Linked DNA regions of Mus musculus: regions 1, 2, 4, 5 and 6 are each linked to region 3. The links are chromatin contacts, called in public Hi-C, HiChIP or PLAC-seq and promoter capture Hi-C maps. All regions are on one chromosome and are shown on one strand. Each heading gives the region's core, a stretch centred on a gene start, on an enhancer-like site or on the middle of the called end of the contact. The rest is flanking DNA. Distances are from core to core; before and after follow the strand shown.

Region 1 (2,700 bases), core at 196-2,695, 980 kb after region 3:
TGCCCTTCCCTCCGCCCCCAGTGTTGTGACCTTAGTTCTGTAACTAGGTCTTCCACTGATGGCAGGGGTTGCAATTCCACGGTAGTCTGTTTTGGTGGGCCCCTGAAGTGTGACAACAGGTTCTCTGATACTACCAGTATTCGAAGGACTTGGAAAATGATGAAAACGCCTCAAGAGAGGGGTAGATAATTTAAAATGGGATTTACAATTTAGGGTAACAGGCTTTAAGCAAAACTTCTGTCTTCAAACTATTGTTTCTCCCCAGCCGCCTGGCTGCCATGCTCTGGGCGCATCTTTCAGCTTTTCAGCCGATACAGCAACAGGCGCTTTTTTCCCTCTGCTGCATTCGTTTTGTTTGTTTTGTTTTTCTCTTTTTTTCTTCCTTTTTCTCTCTCTTTCTTCCCTCTGCTGCATTCGTTTTGTCTCTTTCTTTCCCTTCCTTCCTTCCTTCCTTCCTTCCTTCCTTCCTTCCTTCCTCCCTTCCTTCCTTCCTTCCTTCCTTCCTTCCTTCCTTTCTTGACAGGGTTTCTCTGTGTAGCCCTGCCTGTCCTGGAACTCACTTTGTAGACCAGGCTGGCCTTGAACTCAGAAATCCACCTGCCTCTGCCTCCCAAGTGCTGGGATTAAAGGCGTGCGCCACCACCGCGCGGCTTGTTTTGTTTTTCAAAAGCTAGTCAAGTGCAGAAGCAATAGAAAAAAAATACGAACAATTAATTGATATAACTTTCGGACTAGACACCCTGATGCCCTTTAACATTAAAAAATTACCTAATGCCTGCGGGGAAGGGGCTTACATGGAGAGCTGTGGAAGTCAAAGGACAATTTTTGGATGTCTCAAGTCCAGGGATCAGCTCATGTCATCAGGCTTGGCAGTAAGAGCCTCTATCACGGAGCCAGTCAGGTCTGCCTCCCCGGCAGCATATTAATAAGCCCTGGAGACAGAGAGCCACAGCCATATTGGCTAGACTTCGCGCGCAGCTCCTTGGGAGATGTAGTCCCGAGAGCCTCAGCCACTCTAGGGCAATAAAGAATCTTTGCGTGTTTAGAAAAGTGGCCAGGATGGTGCAGACCTACTTCAATTCCAGAGTGCTGCGGTGGGTGGGTGGGTGAGGCTGTGCTCGACCAATCAGAGGAGAGAGAGGGTGGACCTATTTTGTTTGTTTGTTTTCCCCGACCGGCCCCCTAGATTCCTACCCTTGAGCTAAGCCCATGCTCTGGTTTTGGGGGTGGGAAATAGATTAGCTCTATTTTCCCCAGGCTCTTGTAGCCTCTTGCTTGAGGGTGACTGATTGGTCAGCTCCACAAGGGGGCGGGCTCAGGAGTAGCTCCTCCTTCCCGCTGTGCTGCTAGGACCTCCGGGATTCCTAGAGAGGCTGCGGAAGCGCTCTTGGGGGTGGGATTTATGGCTGAAGCTCGTACTTGGTTACTTCCGGCGATGAACTGTTGGAAAGTGTCGGACTTGCCTCTCTCTTGGCTTGTGAGAACTCCATCTTCCAAGCCTGGGCTGCGGGGAGTTTGATCTTTGGGTCCCCGGGACTTAAAGACTGGAGAGGAGCTGGTAGGACATTGTGTCCACACTGGAGTCCTGTCCCTAACCTTGACCCGGCTGGTCTCTGTCTCCAGGTCAGGAGCTATTACAAAGAATCCAGGTCCAAATTTTTTAGTATAACCGTACTTCTCATAGAACTAATGAAGTCTTTCGTTTATCTATCAAGCTCTTATGGCTTGAAAGCCAGAATGAGATATGACCATTTTAATGGGTTTCATTCCTATACTGACTTCAGTTTGGCTTATGATCGAGAGAAGAAACGACTCCGTCTGGAATAATTTTGTCCCGTTATTTATATGAGATATGGACTTTCTCATTTTTAAAACTGTTTTAAGTTGGGCCTGATGTCACTTTTTAATGGCCTTTTTTTTTTTTACGTTATTAAAATCTGGACGTAGTCGCTATTAGCTGTTTTATGGGAGAAGTGATGACTAACTTCTCTATATCTTAAAGTGAATGACTTTGTTGAGTGGTTTTTCTTTAGTCTAGATGACGTCGTTGCCACCTCTCTTAGCTAATAATAATTCCAGACATTCCAGTAAGGTTGTTCACTACAAAAAGTGCCCTTTAGAAGAGCAGAGAACAAATCGGGTTAGTGTAACGGGCTAGAGTCTAGAGACTCTTCAGTTGGAATGATAATGACAGAATCCAGGGCAGTTATACACTTAGAGCCTCCCGCTGAGACTTCGCAAGAGCAAGCAGACCTTCTCATAGTGAAAGTAGAAGAAGAGGACTGCTCCTGGATGCAGGGATACAACCGGCCAGTGCTTGAGACTTTTTACCAGCGCTTCAAGCACTTCCAGTACCATGAGGCAGCAGGACCCCGCGATGCTCTCAGCCAGCTCCGGGTTCTCTGTTGTGAGTGGCTGAGGCCGGAGCTGCACACCAAAGAGCAGATCCTGGAGCTGCTGGTGCTGGAGCAGTTCCTCACCATCCTGCCTGAAGAGTTTCAGGCCTGGGTGAGAGAGCATCACCCCGAGAGTGGGGAAGAAGCCGTGGCTGTGATAGAGAGTATCCAGAGAGAGCTGGAGGAGCGCAGACAACAGGTGCGTTGCAAGAGGAAACGGGGACAGTGAGGAAGGAGCTGCCATGCAGTCTTAGCCCTGTGGTGCTTCAGTCGTTCATATTCTGGCTTTGCTGTTGTTTTTGAG
Region 2 (2,700 bases), core at 121-2,620, 600 kb before region 3:
CGTCTGCCCAGCCCTGGGCTGTGCCCACGGGAAATTGAATTCAGAGCTCCTACTGCATCATAAATCCAGGGCAGCTGGCAGCAAGCCAAGGGAGACTAACGCTCAACTGCACGGGCATCTGACGCCAGACTGGCCAACCCCTGTACTAATGCTTTCTGAGAGCCGAGCCCCAGCTGTGCCGGACTGGGGTTAGGGTTCAACAGCATCACTATATTCATTTACCAACCTAATACTTTGTTAATTCTAAAATGCATCCAATCCGCAGGAAAAATGAGACTCCATTATTATTATACACCCAAAAGATAAAAGGCTGGAATTACCCTAACATTCTGAGGGTAAAGAAGGGAGGAGGTGGGGGTGGGGAGAGTCTTCTCATGGGCTCGTTTTCAGATGATGATGATGATGACTTCAGACAGAGACTCACTAGGTAGCCCTGGCTAACTTGGAACTCACTAAGCAGACTAAACCCACTAAGATTCTGTTGAGATTGGCTTGCTGTGGTCAAAGGTATTCGCCACCGCACCCAGTTTTTATTATTTTTAAAATAAACACTTAAAAAAAGATTTATTTAGCTGGGCATGGTGGCTCATCCTTTTAGCTCCAGCATTCAGGAGTCAAAGGCAGGAAGATCTCTGAGTTCAAGGTCAGCCTGGTCTACAGAGAAAGAGTTCCATGACATTGATGGCTATGCAGAGAAACCCTATCTCAAAAAGTTTTTTTAAAATTTTATTTTGTGTGTATCAGTGTTTTGCCCGCACATATATGTGTGCACTACAAGCATGCCTGATGTGGGTGGAGGTAAGAGTGTGCCAGATAACCGTCATATGAGTGCAGGTGCCCTTGGAGGCCGGAAGTATTGGATCCTTTTTGTAGTCATAGTTACAAGGGTTCTGTGGGTGCTGAGAACCAAACTCTGATTCTCTTCAAGAGCAGCGAGTGCTCTTAACAACAGAACTACATCCCCACACAATTATTACTGTGTGTATGTCATGTGTGGACGCCCACGCATGCTGCGGTCACAGTAAAACTTTATAGTCAGTTCTTTCCTTCTGCCTTTAAGTGGGGGCCACTTGAGCCAATCATCAGCCTTCCTTTTCAGATAGTTTCTCACTCCCTACTCTATGCATTTGCGAGTCGCAGCCCTTAGCCATCAGGTTTTGTAGAGCAGGGCGTCCTCGTGCTCCTGATAGACCCGGCTTCCTCTCCAGGATGCTCTAGAGGGGCAGACAGGAGGTTCGAGGGAGAGTGCTGCGCTGCAGGATCCAAGTCTCCTAGCTAAGCAGCTACTGCAGCTACTGCAAGGCCGGGCGGAGTCTGGTGGGCGGGACCGCTCGGCGTCTAGGCTCCGCCCACACCGACAGGGGAGGCGTGGTTTTGTGTCACGTGATGGCGCCGGAGCAGTGAGGCTCCGCCCGGCCCTCCGTGGAGGCCCGGCCGCGACCCGGGCCGCGCTCGCTGAGGAGCTCTCCGGTTCTCCCCGCGACCACTTCTCTTAGTCCCGGCGTTCAGCCCAGTCGCTCCCGCCGGCTCCGGGCTCGCCGGCTGGCGGGGAGTGGCCTCAAAATGGACGAAGGCGGTGGCGGTGAGGGCGGCAGCGGTGAGTGATGGAGGTGTGGCCGGCTCTCTGGGCGGCCCTGAGGCCGAGGGTCGCGCTGTTGAGAGCCCAGGCTTGAGACGTGGGGCCGGGTGTCGGGTGGGGTGGCGGCGACCGTGGGGAGGTGCGCGGGGTAAGGCGGGGACTCGGGCTTCGCTGCCCTGGTGAGAGGACATGTCGGAGACCGCGGGGTCGTCGCCCAGCGCGGTCGCGGGTCGCGGGTTCGAGGCCGGGGTCTCCGCAGCACAGCTCCAGGTCGCCTTTCTGAGATGGGGCCACTCTGCGGGGCGACCTTCCCAGCGTCTCATTGCCAAGGGCGTCCACGCCCTCCCTAGCCCAGCTGTTTCGGACGGGCCCCTCTCCTTTTCAGCTCTCCTCAGGTGTCTGGAGCTTGGGAGCTCCTGGATGGGGAGGGGAAAGTTTTCAATTTGGAGGACTCGGAGGGCCCGGAGGGTGGGGTGGATCGGTCGGGGGAGAGGAGGAAGGTTGGAAGTCATGACCACGTCTCTGATTTTTAGATCAGAAGTACTCATTGGGAATGGCTTAAAGGACATGAGGGGCAGGCAGCTCCAGTCCAGGTCTGAGTATGCATTTTTTTATCAAATAGAAAAGAAAAAATGCTACAGAGAAGGGGTCGGGTGTAAAAATAAAAAGGGGGCCAAATAGCACAAATGATAGAATCATTGTCTAGCATGCCCAGGACGCTGAGTTTGATCCCCAACACCACCAAATGGAAAATATAATTAAGAAATTAAAGGGGTCAGGTGGGATTCCTTTAAAGCCGAGGGTGGGATGCGGGAGCCACAGCAGCGAGACTGTTAGACTCCTGGACAGGTGCCTGTGACAGACACCCTTCCAGAGGTGGGCTATCAGTTCTCCGTGTTGCTCAGGCTGTATGTATGTGCCTGACTTTGAGTTCCACCCTGCTGCAAATGAGCCGGTTGCAAATTACTCAACGGAGTACAGATTCCTGTTGTGTCATTTCATGAATTTGGTTTCCCAAAACATCAAGAGTCACCGTTTGTGGAGTGGGACTTTACTTGAAGTAAGCAAAGGGTTAATAATGTACCCGTCATTTTTTACCCAAACACCCCAAGTTGAAGCTG
Region 3 (2,700 bases), core at 95-2,594:
TACTTGTAAGTGAGCCACAATGGCACTTGCTTATAACCCTAGAGCTGAAGAGGTGGATGGATCCCTGGGGTTTCCTGGTTGGTTAGCCTAGCCTAATTAGTGGGCCCCGGGCTAGTGAGAAATCCCAGCTTTAAAAAAACAAAGTGGATGGTGCAGGTTGACCTCTGACTTCCACAGCCGCTTGTGCATCTGCACACACAAAGAAATTAAAAACAAAAACAACAGCAACAACAAGAAAACAGGGCTGGAGAAATGGCTCAGTGGTTAAGAGCACTGACTGCTCTTCCGAAGGTCCTGAATTCAAAATCCCAGCAACCACATGGTGGCTCACAACCATCTGTACAGCTACAGTGTACTCATATACATAAAAACAAACAAACAAACAAACAAACAAACAAAAAGCAGAGCAAGCAGTGGGCAGTAGATGCTCTTGAGGCCACAACACAGCACACAGAAGCCACAAAACGTTTACTTCTGCGGAATCTGTCTTCAGGCTGCAAGACTTCTTCTGGTTTTTCTATTACACCCTCACTCCTGTCTGATGTGCACTGGCTATTAAAGTTGTTTCCTGGCTGCCAAGCGCAGGGACCACTCCAAGGTGATGTTAGGGTTAAAAAAGAAGACAGGAAATATCAGAGCTTGTATGGGAGTGGGGGCCCTTCCTGGAGAGTAAATAGAGTCGGGCCCAGCCCCAGCCGGCAGGAAGCGACCTGGCTTTGATCCCAGTTCCTGCACTTGGGCGACAGGTGGGTCCCCTGCACTGTCACCAGGAGCATATGTCGGAGCTGTAGGGCTGTGACCATCTGCCTACACTAATCCTAAAGCAAGCAGATTTGCTCCCAACGTCAAGGGAGAAGAAAGGCTACAGACAGGCTCCTGGATGTTCCATTTCTCTAAAATCATGCAGGCTCGGCGATCGGCGTCTTCAAATCTCTGCAGTCCTAAGGCTGCAAAGGCTGCAATGGGGGTCATGCTATGAAGCGGGTTCACGAGCAGACATTTAGGGGTTCCAAAGCAGGGGTAGGGGTGGTGCCCTGTAGGTGTGCAGCAGAGAACACAAGTACAGTCCCCTCTCCCTCCCTCGATCGTCCCAGTTAACGCAGCCAATGGAGGAGAGGGATCGGAAAACTGGGAGCACCTCTGCTCTGTGCCACCCAAATAACATCGATCGGAGTCTCCACGGCCCTTGTCACCGATGTTACGGGGACATCGCGCCGCACTTACCTGTGCCCACGCCCGGTGGGGCGGGTTCCCAGCGGAGGCTTCTGTACTCCTCGGTTTTAGCTACAGTCCGGCCCTCCCCCGGCCTCAGGCTAGAGGGCGGGCCGGAAGCAATAATCAACTCAGCGTTGATCGGCCAGATTCGGAGTGACGCAACTGCCTGGAAGCTCACGATTGGCTGCTGCGCTCAGCCGCAATTTCTCCGGCTCGGGGTGGCGCGCGTGCGCACTCTCGAGGTCGCGCCGGGTCCCGCTAGCCAGCGGCGCTCTGTGCTAGTCGGGAGGAAAGGAGCGGGTTGCTACGTCCCCTCTCAGGACTCCGCGGGTCCCAGCGCGTCCTCACATGCCTGCTTCCTGCGCTCCAACCTTCTCCGGCACGTCCCTCCTTCTTGCCTGAAGCACTTCTCGTCTACACCGGCCTGCACCGCTCCCGAAGCGGAGTCAGGTTTTTTCAGGGTTGGATTTCTTTAGTTGACACAGGAGTCTGTTTTCCAGCCTTCATAAGAAAGGATAGTCGTCATTTCTAATTCTTCATTTCTTGTTTAAAGATTTATTTATTCTTATGTGCCTTGTGCAGTTTGCCTTCTTTTGCCTGCATTCATGTCCGTGTGACGTTGTCAGATCCCCTGGTACTGGAGTCACAGTTGTGAGCTCCCATGTGGATGCTGGGTATTGACACCGGGTCCCCGGGTTAGTGCTCTTAACTGCTGAGCCATCTCTCTAGCCTCTTATTAACTTTTTAGTTTTTAAAAAAATATTTATTTGTATGTGTGTTCCTGTGTGCACGTGCGCAATGCGCTAGGTGCAGAGATCAGAGGACAGCTTTCTAAAGTTGGTTTTTTTCCTACCACCGTGTGGGTCCCAGGGTTCGAACTCAGTACTTCAGGCTTCTCAGCCTTTACCTACTGAGCCACCTCACCGGTAAATTCTGTATTATTTTTTTTAATTAGTGTGTTTTAGATTTTGATTTGTTTATGTGTGAGAGTATAAGCAGATGTATGTGTTGTGTGTAGGGGTGTGTGTACCTGTATATAACCCACACAGGCCTGAAGAGGGCATCCACCGGGTGCTCTCTGCTGCTATTCTGCCTGTTCTGAGGCAAGGTTGCCTACTGTCTTCATTAGGCTGGAATCCAGCAACCCCCTGACACCCCCTGGTTTCTGCTCACCTTGGGGTTAAGGTTAAGTCATTTGCAGGGACACCTGGTGTGTTAAGAGGACGCTGGATCTGATTCTGGTCCTCACTGCAGAGCAGGTGTTCTTAATGTCTGAGCCATCTCTCCAGCCCCTCGTTAGTTTTAGGGGGTCTTTTTTTTTTCTCTCCTTACAACATTTATTTAGTGTATGTGTGTCTGTCTCTCTGTCTTTGGTCAGAGGACAACTTATTGGAATTGGTTGTCTAGTTCTATTGTGAAGCGAGAATCCATATTCAATTGAGTTCAGGTTTTCAGGTGAGTGTCTTTACCCTCTGAGCCATCTTG
Region 4 (2,700 bases), core at 121-2,620, 670 kb before region 3:
GAGAAAAGAATTTATTTGCCTTTGCCTTATATTTCTTTTCTTTTCTTAACAGGGTTTCTCTGTGTAGCTTTGGCTGTTCTGGATCTCAGTCTAAAAACTGGACTGACCTCGAACTCACAGAGATCTGCCTGCCTCTGTCTACTGAGTACTGGGGTTAAAAGCATGCACCATCACCACCACGGACCACCAGGTTTACCTTGTTTTCTTACATGTGTGAGTCGTAGAGTGGGGTTGCTGCGTTGCGTCCTGGCGCCCTCTAATGGTGAAGCTGAGGATAACAGGGAACGTGGCGTGGCAGCGCTAACCTGTTGCTATTCCAGTTTCAGGAGGCTGCTGCTGAGTTGATATCACCCTTTATGGCCTGGACCCTCTCACACCCATCACCAAACAAGAAGATGCCGTACAGAATCGCTTACAGGTCAACCTGATGGAGGCAGTTTTTCAATTGAGGTTCCTTTTTCCAGCATAACTCTAGGAATTAGATAACTCTAGACGAGGTTCTCAGCCTTCCAATGCGCGACCCCCTTAATACAGTTCTTCGTGTGGTGACCACCAACCATAAAATTATTTCACAACGACTTTATAACTTTAGTTTTGCTAATTTTACGAATCGTAATGTAAATATCTGATATACAGGTGGTCTTAGGCTAACCACTGTGAAAGGATCGTTCGGTCTCCAGAGAGGTCGCGACCCACTGGTTGAGAACTGCTGGTCTATCTTGTGTCACGTTAACAAAAATAAATGAGCAGCATAGAAGGCAACACCCTAGAGTCACTTGTGTTCTTCCACCATGAGGGTCTCAGGAATTGAACTCAGATCCTCTGGAGCAATGGGAAGTGCATTTTACCTACTTCACCATTTTGCTGGTCTCACTGTAACCATTTTTAGGAATATGTGTGTTATAAAGTACCTGTGGCCATACCCAGGCATCATCTCTTTTCTGTTATATTTTAAAGATTGATTTTTATTTGGATGTGGTGTGTGTGCGAATGAGTGCAGATGCCCAGGAAGGTCAGATATTGGCTCTCCTGGAGCCAGCTACAGGTGGATTTTGAGCCACCTAGTGTGGGTACGGGAAACTGAACTGAGGGTCCTCTGGAGGAGCAGCCAGCCTTGAGTTCATGTTTTTCCTGCTTCAGTCTCTTGAGTGCTGGAATATTAACAGGCTAGCGCCACCACGCCACTTTCCCTGTGTCGTTATTCTCAACTCTTCACCATTAGAGGACGCCAGATGCAACGCAGCCAACCCTAGTCTCCAACTCATGCGCACTTCACTTGCAGGAAAGCCGCCCGAGGGGCGGGGCGGCCCGGGGCGGGGCGGGAGGCGGAGTCTGCTGCCTGCGCAGGCGCGGGCCGGCTTTGTGACGTCAGGCCGCGCGGCCCGGCCGGGAATCCAGGTGGTAGCTGGTGGAGTCGCCTCCGGAGAGTGACGCGCAGACTCGGCTCCCCCGCGGCCCGCCCTCCTGCCGGCCTCGCCGCGGTCTCCCTTGCTCCCTGAGATCGCTGAGCGCTGAGCAGCGGCCCGGGAGAGGAGGCCTTGGGCGACGGGGCGCGGAGAGGGAGGGCGGGCGGGCAGTGGGGGCGCCGCGGATCTCTATATGGCGACGGCTCTGTCGGGTCTGGCTGTCCGGCTGTCGCGCTCGGCCGCCGCCCGCTCCTATGGGGTCTTCTGCAAGGGGCTGACCCGCACGCTGCTCATCTTCTTTGACTTGGCTTGGCGGCTGCGCATCAACTTTCCTTACCTCTACATCGTGGCTTCCATGATGCTCAACGTGCGCCTGCAGGTAGGTGAGCCGCGCCCTCCGCATCCCTGCCCACCTGGCTCGGCGGGATGCAGGTGCTAAGGGGCTCATGCTATCAGCCTGAGGCTGAGTGTGAACCAAACACCGCGTCCCTCCCACCCCCGTTACCCTACTCTGCATAGAGGATGCTTCAGAAGGTAGGTTCCCACATCTGGGGGTGGGGTCCAAGGAAAGATGACAGGAAGGTCCCTTAGGACGCTTTGTCCTCAAAAATGACAAATTGTTGGCGATCCTGTAGCTGCGAGTTCCTTTGTGAATTCTGGTTCCCCAAACTTTGTGACGGTATATTATATTATCCTTGTACTGTAGGTTGAAAGTTAATGGTGTCTTGACCAATGTTTTCGGTATCTTCTGACCAGGGATTAGAAATGGCGATAGGGATGAAGATGAGAGAGAAAGAGGGAAAACAGATTTAGAGGCCTGCAACAGTTTAGACGTGGACTAACAGCATGCCTGCATCAGCATTCTGGAGGCCTCATTTGCTGAAAATGACTGACATTTCTCTATCTTGAATTTACAAAATGCTTTTTTTTCTAGCGGAGAGGTCTTACGGACCTGAGTGTTCTGTCTCAAAATGTAAGAAAGGCTGCATAGTGAACTTGGATTCTGTTTACACACCTTGGAGTGTCACAGGCTGTGTTGGAAGGAAGGACTTGGCTCCACCCCTGGGAAGCATGTAATCTGACAGAGGTTTTTTGTTGTTGTTTTTGTTTTGTTTTTGGTTTTTTGTGGTTCTGGAAATGAACCCGGTGGGTGCATTGGTTTGCCAGCCCTAACCCCAGCCTTACTGTGCTTATGTTGTTCCCTGGTGTGCAGAGGCGCCAGTTCAGTATAGTGCTACCTAGTTTTTCTGCAGTTGGGTCAAGTTGGAGTGTAATGGACTTGGTGTGTGTAAAT
Region 5 (2,700 bases), core at 102-2,601, 700 kb before region 3:
ACAAATCCCACAGACAGACATGTTAGCAGAAAAATAAAGTTCTCTGACCGTCTGGCTGACTTAGTTACAGGGACGATCCCAAAGTCTAATGTAGAGTTCTGTAAATACGCTGAACAATCGCTCATAAATCCACGGGCTCATAAACCCATGGGCGGCGAGTGCTCACTGCAAGTGTGGAAGGCATTAAGCAAGTTTGGCAACGTACTCGACTGAACTAGAAAGTGGACCAGTTGCACTCTGCGTTTGAGGAAACGGGTGGTAAATCTCCAAGCTTCCTCGTTAACACGAACCTACACAAGCTACGCTGAGACGCGCGATTTTGCTCCGATTACACTGAGATTCTTGTTTCTACCGAAGGGGTGGGGGGAACGGGACGGACTGCATAAGACCAGTCTTGTCTCCCTCAAGGGCCTGAAACCATCACGGTCAATCACGAAAAGAATTGCCTCGAGTCACAGGGAGCTGGATCTGCTACATCCATATCTAATGCCTTCAGAGAAGGTTTGTTTGTTTTTAATAACCACACTTCGTTCAATGGACAGTCTTCATCACACTCCTTCAGCTAGCATCCCAGTAACTTTCTCGGCGTAAGTGTGAAAATGAATATTTTTATAAACACCCTGTCAAGTCGAAGCAACCGAGCCCTTTCCCAAGTTCCAGGTCACCCAAGTGACTGGTGCAAACATGCATCGACCAGGGCCGGCCGACTTGGAGGCCGTTACCTATCCCAGTTCTCGGGGGGGGGGGTGCGAGGGGGTACCCTGAGTAAATGAAGAAACTATACGTCCCTTTCTCAAAAGACAAAAATTTTTTTTAAAAATGTTTCAAGAAAAATTCTTCAAACCAGCCTCGCCTACGTGCCAAGTCGAGTAGGGCGACGGGCGGCGTCCGGCCCGGGAAGAAGGCAGGAGGGTGGAGTTCACTTTTCCCTCCGGCCGGCTCGCCCAGGCCCTCCCCCAACCAGAATCCGGAACCAGGCCCGGGAGGGTGGGAGGCTCGCGCCCCCCAGAAGGCCGGGCGCGCGCTCTACGCCAGCTCGAGGCTTTTCGGGCCTGCGGGGGCCCCCGATGGCGCTGCGCGCGGCACCGGGTCCGGAGCGCCAGGCGCGGCCGTGCACTCACCCGTCTCCCACCACCACACACTTGATGGCCTGCATCTGGGCCGCTCGGTGGGCCGCGGCGGCGGCGGCGGCGGCCGGTGGCTGAGGCGCGAAGCGGCGGGCTCGGGAAGCGCTGGGCGAGGCTGCGGGCGGCGGGGCGCCGAGTGCCGGGACTGCTGTCCACGCCGCCGGGCCCTCAGCGCACGGGAAGGCGAAGCGCAGCAGCAGCCACCACCCAAAGCTGGGGAAAACTGCAGAGAAACAGGAAATGGCCGCTCCACTCACATCCGGCCTCCCCTCCCCCTCGGTGCCGTCGACGCAGCTCCCAGGCTCCGGGCGGGGCCGCTCCCGCCCGCCCGCGCGCCCGCCCGCGCCGTTCCTGGCTTCCACGGGCTTTCGGGAAAGCTCGGCAACAGTCGGCTCCAGCCGGAGAACGGGCTCGGCGGCCGCGGGGCGGGGCGGCCGCCATCTTGGCACGCTAAAGCGTCCCGGTTGTGACCAGGTTTAGGAAGCCCTCTGAATCCTGGGGTTACGGGTTCGGGTCAGTGGTAGGGTCCCGTTCGCTCGCAACCTACTTGTGCCAACTCCATGGAGAGATTCCTGAGCCCCCTTGTTATGTGATAACTACAGTATGCTGTAGCGTAAGATCCTGCTAGAAAATTCTGTATAGCTCGTGCCACAGTGAGATCCAGTCTCAAAAAAGAAACTGCTAGGGATGTAGCCAAGTCAGAATGTTTGCCGGCATGTACAGCCTGGGGCTCCATCCCTAGCACATCACAGCCTGCCCTGGTGGCTCACCTGTAATCCCAGCACTTGGTGGGCGGAAGCAGTAGAATCCTGGGGATCAACCTCAAGTCCAACCTCTGGATATGCAACTCAATTGGTAGAGTGCTTCCCCGAGCAGATACAGATATGAAACCCTAGGATTGAACCTCACGACGGTATGAAACAGATGTGGTATATATCAGGTAGTGCATACCTGGAATCCCAGCTCTGGACTGGAGGTAGCAGAAACATCTGAAGTTTGACCTCTGGCTATGTAGCGTCCAGCGTTAACCTGACCTACCATGAGACTTTCTCAATAGGGGTGGGGGGTGGGGAGGGAGCACTAAATAAACAAAAATATAAGGAAAAAAAAACATACATACCATTAAAATAATAAACAGAAGGATAAAGGTCAGAAGAATTCTTTTAAAGATTGCTGATATGATAGGGTAAGCATATAATTCATTCACAAATAAGGTAGCCTATTAGAAGACAAGAACATTAAAGATATTTTTGGTTATCTGTGGTGTGTGTGTGTGTGCATGTTTTCATGTGTGGGCACATGTGTGGTGCACATGTGTATAGAAGACCAAGGTTGACACTGGGTGTATTCAGTTGCTGTTCACCTTATATATATTGAAGTAAGATCTCTCATTGAACACAAAACTGGCCAATTCCAGTTAATCTAGCCAACCAGCTTGCCCTGGAGATCCCATCTTTATCTTCCGGAGTTACAGGTGAGTCACCGTACCCTCCTAGTATACTAGTTTCTGGATTGGAGCTCTGTTCCTCACACTTGCCTGGCAAGTTCCCTCCTCCTGGAGCTTAAGAGGCCA
Region 6 (2,700 bases), core at 47-2,546, 820 kb before region 3:
CTTCCCACCCTGCTCCATCATTTAAGCCTCCAAGTTTCTTCTTAAATGGCAAACAAGAAACACTGTAAATCCAGAAAGATTGCTGACACATGTCTGCGAGAAACACAGCCCAGATCTCCAGCACCCACATAAATGCTAGGCTGTGTTGAAGCCTGGGAGATAGAGACAGGGGATCCCTTCGGCAAGCTGGCCTGCTAGACTAGCCAAATCAGCAAGCTCTGGGTTCAAGTGTGATGCCTTGCTTCAATATATAAGGTGTAACAGGATCTAGAAGGTCCTAGAAATAGCTGGCCTCACAGCCTACACATGTGCACACACACGTGTGAACAGACATATAAAAGCAAAAAGAAAGAAGAGGAAGAGGAGGGAGAGGAAAGAAAAAGAAGTGGTGGGGTTGCTCAGCGGCTAAAGGGGCTTGTCACCAAGCCTGGAGATTTGAGCCTAGTCCCAGGAACCAACAAGATGGAAGGAGAGAACTGGGCCTGACTGGATGTGCCCACACAGTCCACAAATAAATTTTTATTTTTATTTTTATTGTTTCAGGGGTGTGTGTGTGTGTGTGTGTGTGTGTGCGCGCGCACACACATGAAGGCACCCTCAGAGGTGAGAGGTGTCAGATAGAACTGGAGTTCCAGGCTGTTGTGAGTCTGCAGTTGTGGGTGCTGGGACTCGAAATCAGGTCTATTAGAAGAACAGCAATTGCTCTTATCCACTGGGCCAGCTCTCCATCCCTAATACAAAATTTTAATGTAATTTTAAATAAAAATTAATAGATTTTGACAGATTTCTTATGACTTATTTTTATTATTATTTAAAATGTGTGTGTTAGTTTGTGTGTGGGTGTGTGCATGGGCGTGCAGGTGCTCTCAAAGGCCAGAAGCAATGAATTCCCTGGAGTTGGTGTTAAAGGTGATGTAAGCTCCCCGAGGTTAGGAGCTGGGCATCGAACTTCGGTCCTATACAAGAGAAGCTGGAGTTCTTAATCACAGAAATTTTAATCTTGCTTTCTACCCTCGCAATGCCTCTGAGATAGGTATTTCTGCTATCTTAGTAGGGAATGGAAAAAAAAACAAGACAATACTCACAACTGAGTGGCATTTCAAAAACTTAGAGAAGGAAATCGCTGGCACCTAGGCGGAAACCCTGGAGACGGAAATTGCGGAGGACTCTGGGTCCTCAGTTGACCGTCCACGCGGGATGTAAAGTCCGGCTGCTCACCGACGCTGGGCCTTTAAGGGGCGTGGCGGGGGCGTGGCCCCAGCGGTCGCCCGCTCTCCCAGGCTGCCCCGCGCGCGCGACGGCAGTTCGGCCACGTCCCTGGCCACGTCGCGCCCGCTCCCGCCATCTTTCGCCGCTTCCTCTCTCCGGGGCTGCTGTCGCCGCGTCCCGAGTCGCTGCCTAGCTCCGGTGCCGCTGTGCCGCGCCGACCGCCGCCGCCATGAACATCTTCCGGCTGACTGGGGACCTGTCCCACCTGGCGGCCATCGTCATCCTACTGCTGAAGATCTGGAAGACGCGCTCCTGTGCTGGTGAGCGGCCGCCGGGGCGAGGCGCGCGGGGCAGGAGCGCGCGCGTTTGGCCCATTCGACCGACCCATTCGGCTCTCGGTCGTTCCGGAGGCTTTGTGCCGGGCTTGCGATGGCCAGACACACCCATCTCGGCCTGCTCGGCGGGCAACGAAACCCCTCCGAGTGTGCACACGGGCTGGGGTGTCCGTCGCAGCTCTGGGCCCCCCAGTTCTGCGCTTGGTCCGCTCGCGAACTTGATCCGTCCTGGCTCAGCGAGCGCTGGCGTAACTGCCCCCGCGTCCTGCTGCATCTGAAAAGTTTAGCACGGGATCTGTGGGGCTCTAGTGGGCGTGTCCCTCTCCATGGGACTTTTGGGGGGCGCCTCTGAGTCCCCAGGAATCAATGGGAGACTTGCTCGAGGAGGATGGATAGGACCACAGACTAGCTGGGCCTGACGTGGCAGCCAGGCCACCCGCGAAGGTGGGGCTGGCTGGAGGAAGAGGGGCATCCTGCTATTCATTCTGTTATCTTCAAGGACAAGCAGAGGATGGGATGTGGGGGCAGGATGGTGTCAGGTCTGGCCTGTGCTTACAGTTGATGAGGCTACAACTCAAGCCTTGGGGTTCGGGATCTCATGCGTCATAAAAAGAGATGTGGATCTTTTAAGTGAGTTGCTTGGCATAGTTTTCATGTTACTCTGAGAAGCAAGCTAGTTTTTCATCCTTGAGTGTGGCCGTCTAATAACTGGTTCTCTTAAACTGCCAGCGCTGGGTACCACAGAGGCCTCTGTTCTCGGCTAGTATCCTTGCTCCACGTCACCATTGAGTTGGCGCTGTACCTCCCTCAAACTACATTGCAGAGAGGCAGTAGAGTGAACTTTCCTCACATAATAGCTGTGGACTTCTGCCTTTCGTTAAATATTAGGAATCTTACAAGTTTTAGATAAGTTCTTGGTGAGTGTGATGGTGCTTGCCTGTAATCCCAGCACTCGAGAGGTGGTAACCTGAGGTTCAGGAATTCAAAATGAGAATGGACTACATGCTGGTCCTGTCTCCAAAAACACCCCCTGCTCCCCAAAAACCCATTAATTAATTGATTGATTAAATAAATATATTCTTAAAATACTGTCCTTAATGCTATGTCCCCAAATGAAATAACTTTGTAAACTCAAATTTAATTTTTTTCAGAGACA

What was found. Promoter capture Hi-C pulls out the DNA fragments that hold promoters and counts their contacts. Hi-C and Micro-C count contacts between places; a contact is called where the count stands out from the background. HiChIP or PLAC-seq counts read pairs in DNA pulled down with a chosen protein or histone mark.
Region 1: a Hi-C map of B cells shows a contact between it and region 3, with 10 read pairs. The contact joins the promoter of Zkscan5 here to the promoter of Tecpr1 in region 3. A contact is called at or near these places in 1 of 39 promoter capture datasets (maxillary cranial neural crest), 1 of 484 Hi-C or Micro-C datasets (B cells), 1 of 115 datasets of contacts at active chromatin or transcription factors (memory CD8 T cells) and 1 of 9 other capture datasets (adipose tissue).
Region 2: an H3K27ac HiChIP or PLAC-seq map of thymic regulatory T cells shows a contact between it and region 3, with 3 times the contacts expected there. The contact joins the promoter of Cyth3 here to the promoter of Tecpr1 in region 3. A contact is called at or near these places in 1 of 484 Hi-C or Micro-C datasets (CD4 T cells) and 2 of 115 datasets of contacts at active chromatin or transcription factors (bone marrow-derived macrophages and thymic regulatory T cells).
Region 4: a contact with region 3 is called in a promoter capture Hi-C map of pre-B cells, with 3 times the contacts expected there. The contact joins the promoter of Fam220a here to the promoter of Tecpr1 in region 3. A contact is called at or near these places in 3 of 39 promoter capture datasets (hippocampal neurons, liver and pre-B cells).
Region 5: an H3K27ac HiChIP or PLAC-seq map of embryonic stem cells shows a contact between it and region 3, with 2.3 times the contacts expected there. The contact joins the promoter of Rac1 here to the promoter of Tecpr1 in region 3. A contact is called at or near these places in 3 of 39 promoter capture datasets (embryonic stem cells, liver and pre-B cells) and 2 of 115 datasets of contacts at active chromatin or transcription factors (embryonic stem cells and memory CD8 T cells).
Region 6: a FOXA1 HiChIP or PLAC-seq map of pancreatic cancer cells shows a contact between it and region 3. The contact joins the promoter of Kdelr2 here to the promoter of Tecpr1 in region 3. A contact is called at or near these places in 1 of 39 promoter capture datasets (pre-B cells) and 3 of 115 datasets of contacts at active chromatin or transcription factors (double positive thymocytes, memory CD8 T cells and pancreatic cancer cells).

The regions. Positions count from the first base shown.
Region 1 is chr5:145,203,114-145,205,813 of GRCm38.p6, forward strand. It overlaps Zkscan5 (zinc finger with KRAB and SCAN domains 5), which reads left to right and starts at 1,446. Exons shown (of 6, transcript NM_016683.2): 1 at 1,446-2,595. The coding sequence starts at 2,182. It also overlaps a transcript of Zkscan14 not described here.
Region 2 is chr5:143,621,077-143,623,776 of GRCm38.p6, forward strand. It overlaps Cyth3 (cytohesin 3), which reads left to right and starts at 1,371. Exons shown (of 13, transcript NM_011182.4): 1 at 1,371-1,597. The coding sequence starts at 1,564.
Region 3 is chr5:144,222,271-144,224,970 of GRCm38.p6, forward strand. Tecpr1 (tectonin beta-propeller repeat containing 1) reads right to left here and starts at 1,345. Exons shown (of 25, transcript NM_027410.2): 1 at 1,225-1,345.
Region 4 is chr5:143,547,350-143,550,049 of GRCm38.p6, forward strand. It overlaps Fam220a (family with sequence similarity 220, member A), which reads left to right and starts at 1,371. Exons shown (of 2, transcript NM_133703.5): 1 at 1,371-1,785.
Region 5 is chr5:143,526,642-143,529,341 of GRCm38.p6, forward strand. It overlaps Rac1 (Rac family small GTPase 1), which reads right to left and starts at 1,352. Exons shown (of 6, transcript NM_009007.2): 1 at 1,122-1,352. The coding sequence starts at 1,156.
Region 6 is chr5:143,402,524-143,405,223 of GRCm38.p6, forward strand. It overlaps Kdelr2 (KDEL (Lys-Asp-Glu-Leu) endoplasmic reticulum protein retention receptor 2), which reads left to right and starts at 1,297. Exons shown (of 5, transcript NM_025841.4): 1 at 1,297-1,529. The coding sequence starts at 1,439. Gm20635 (a long non-coding RNA gene) reads right to left here and starts at 1,219. Exons shown (of 3, transcript XR_868670.2): 1 at 1,086-1,219.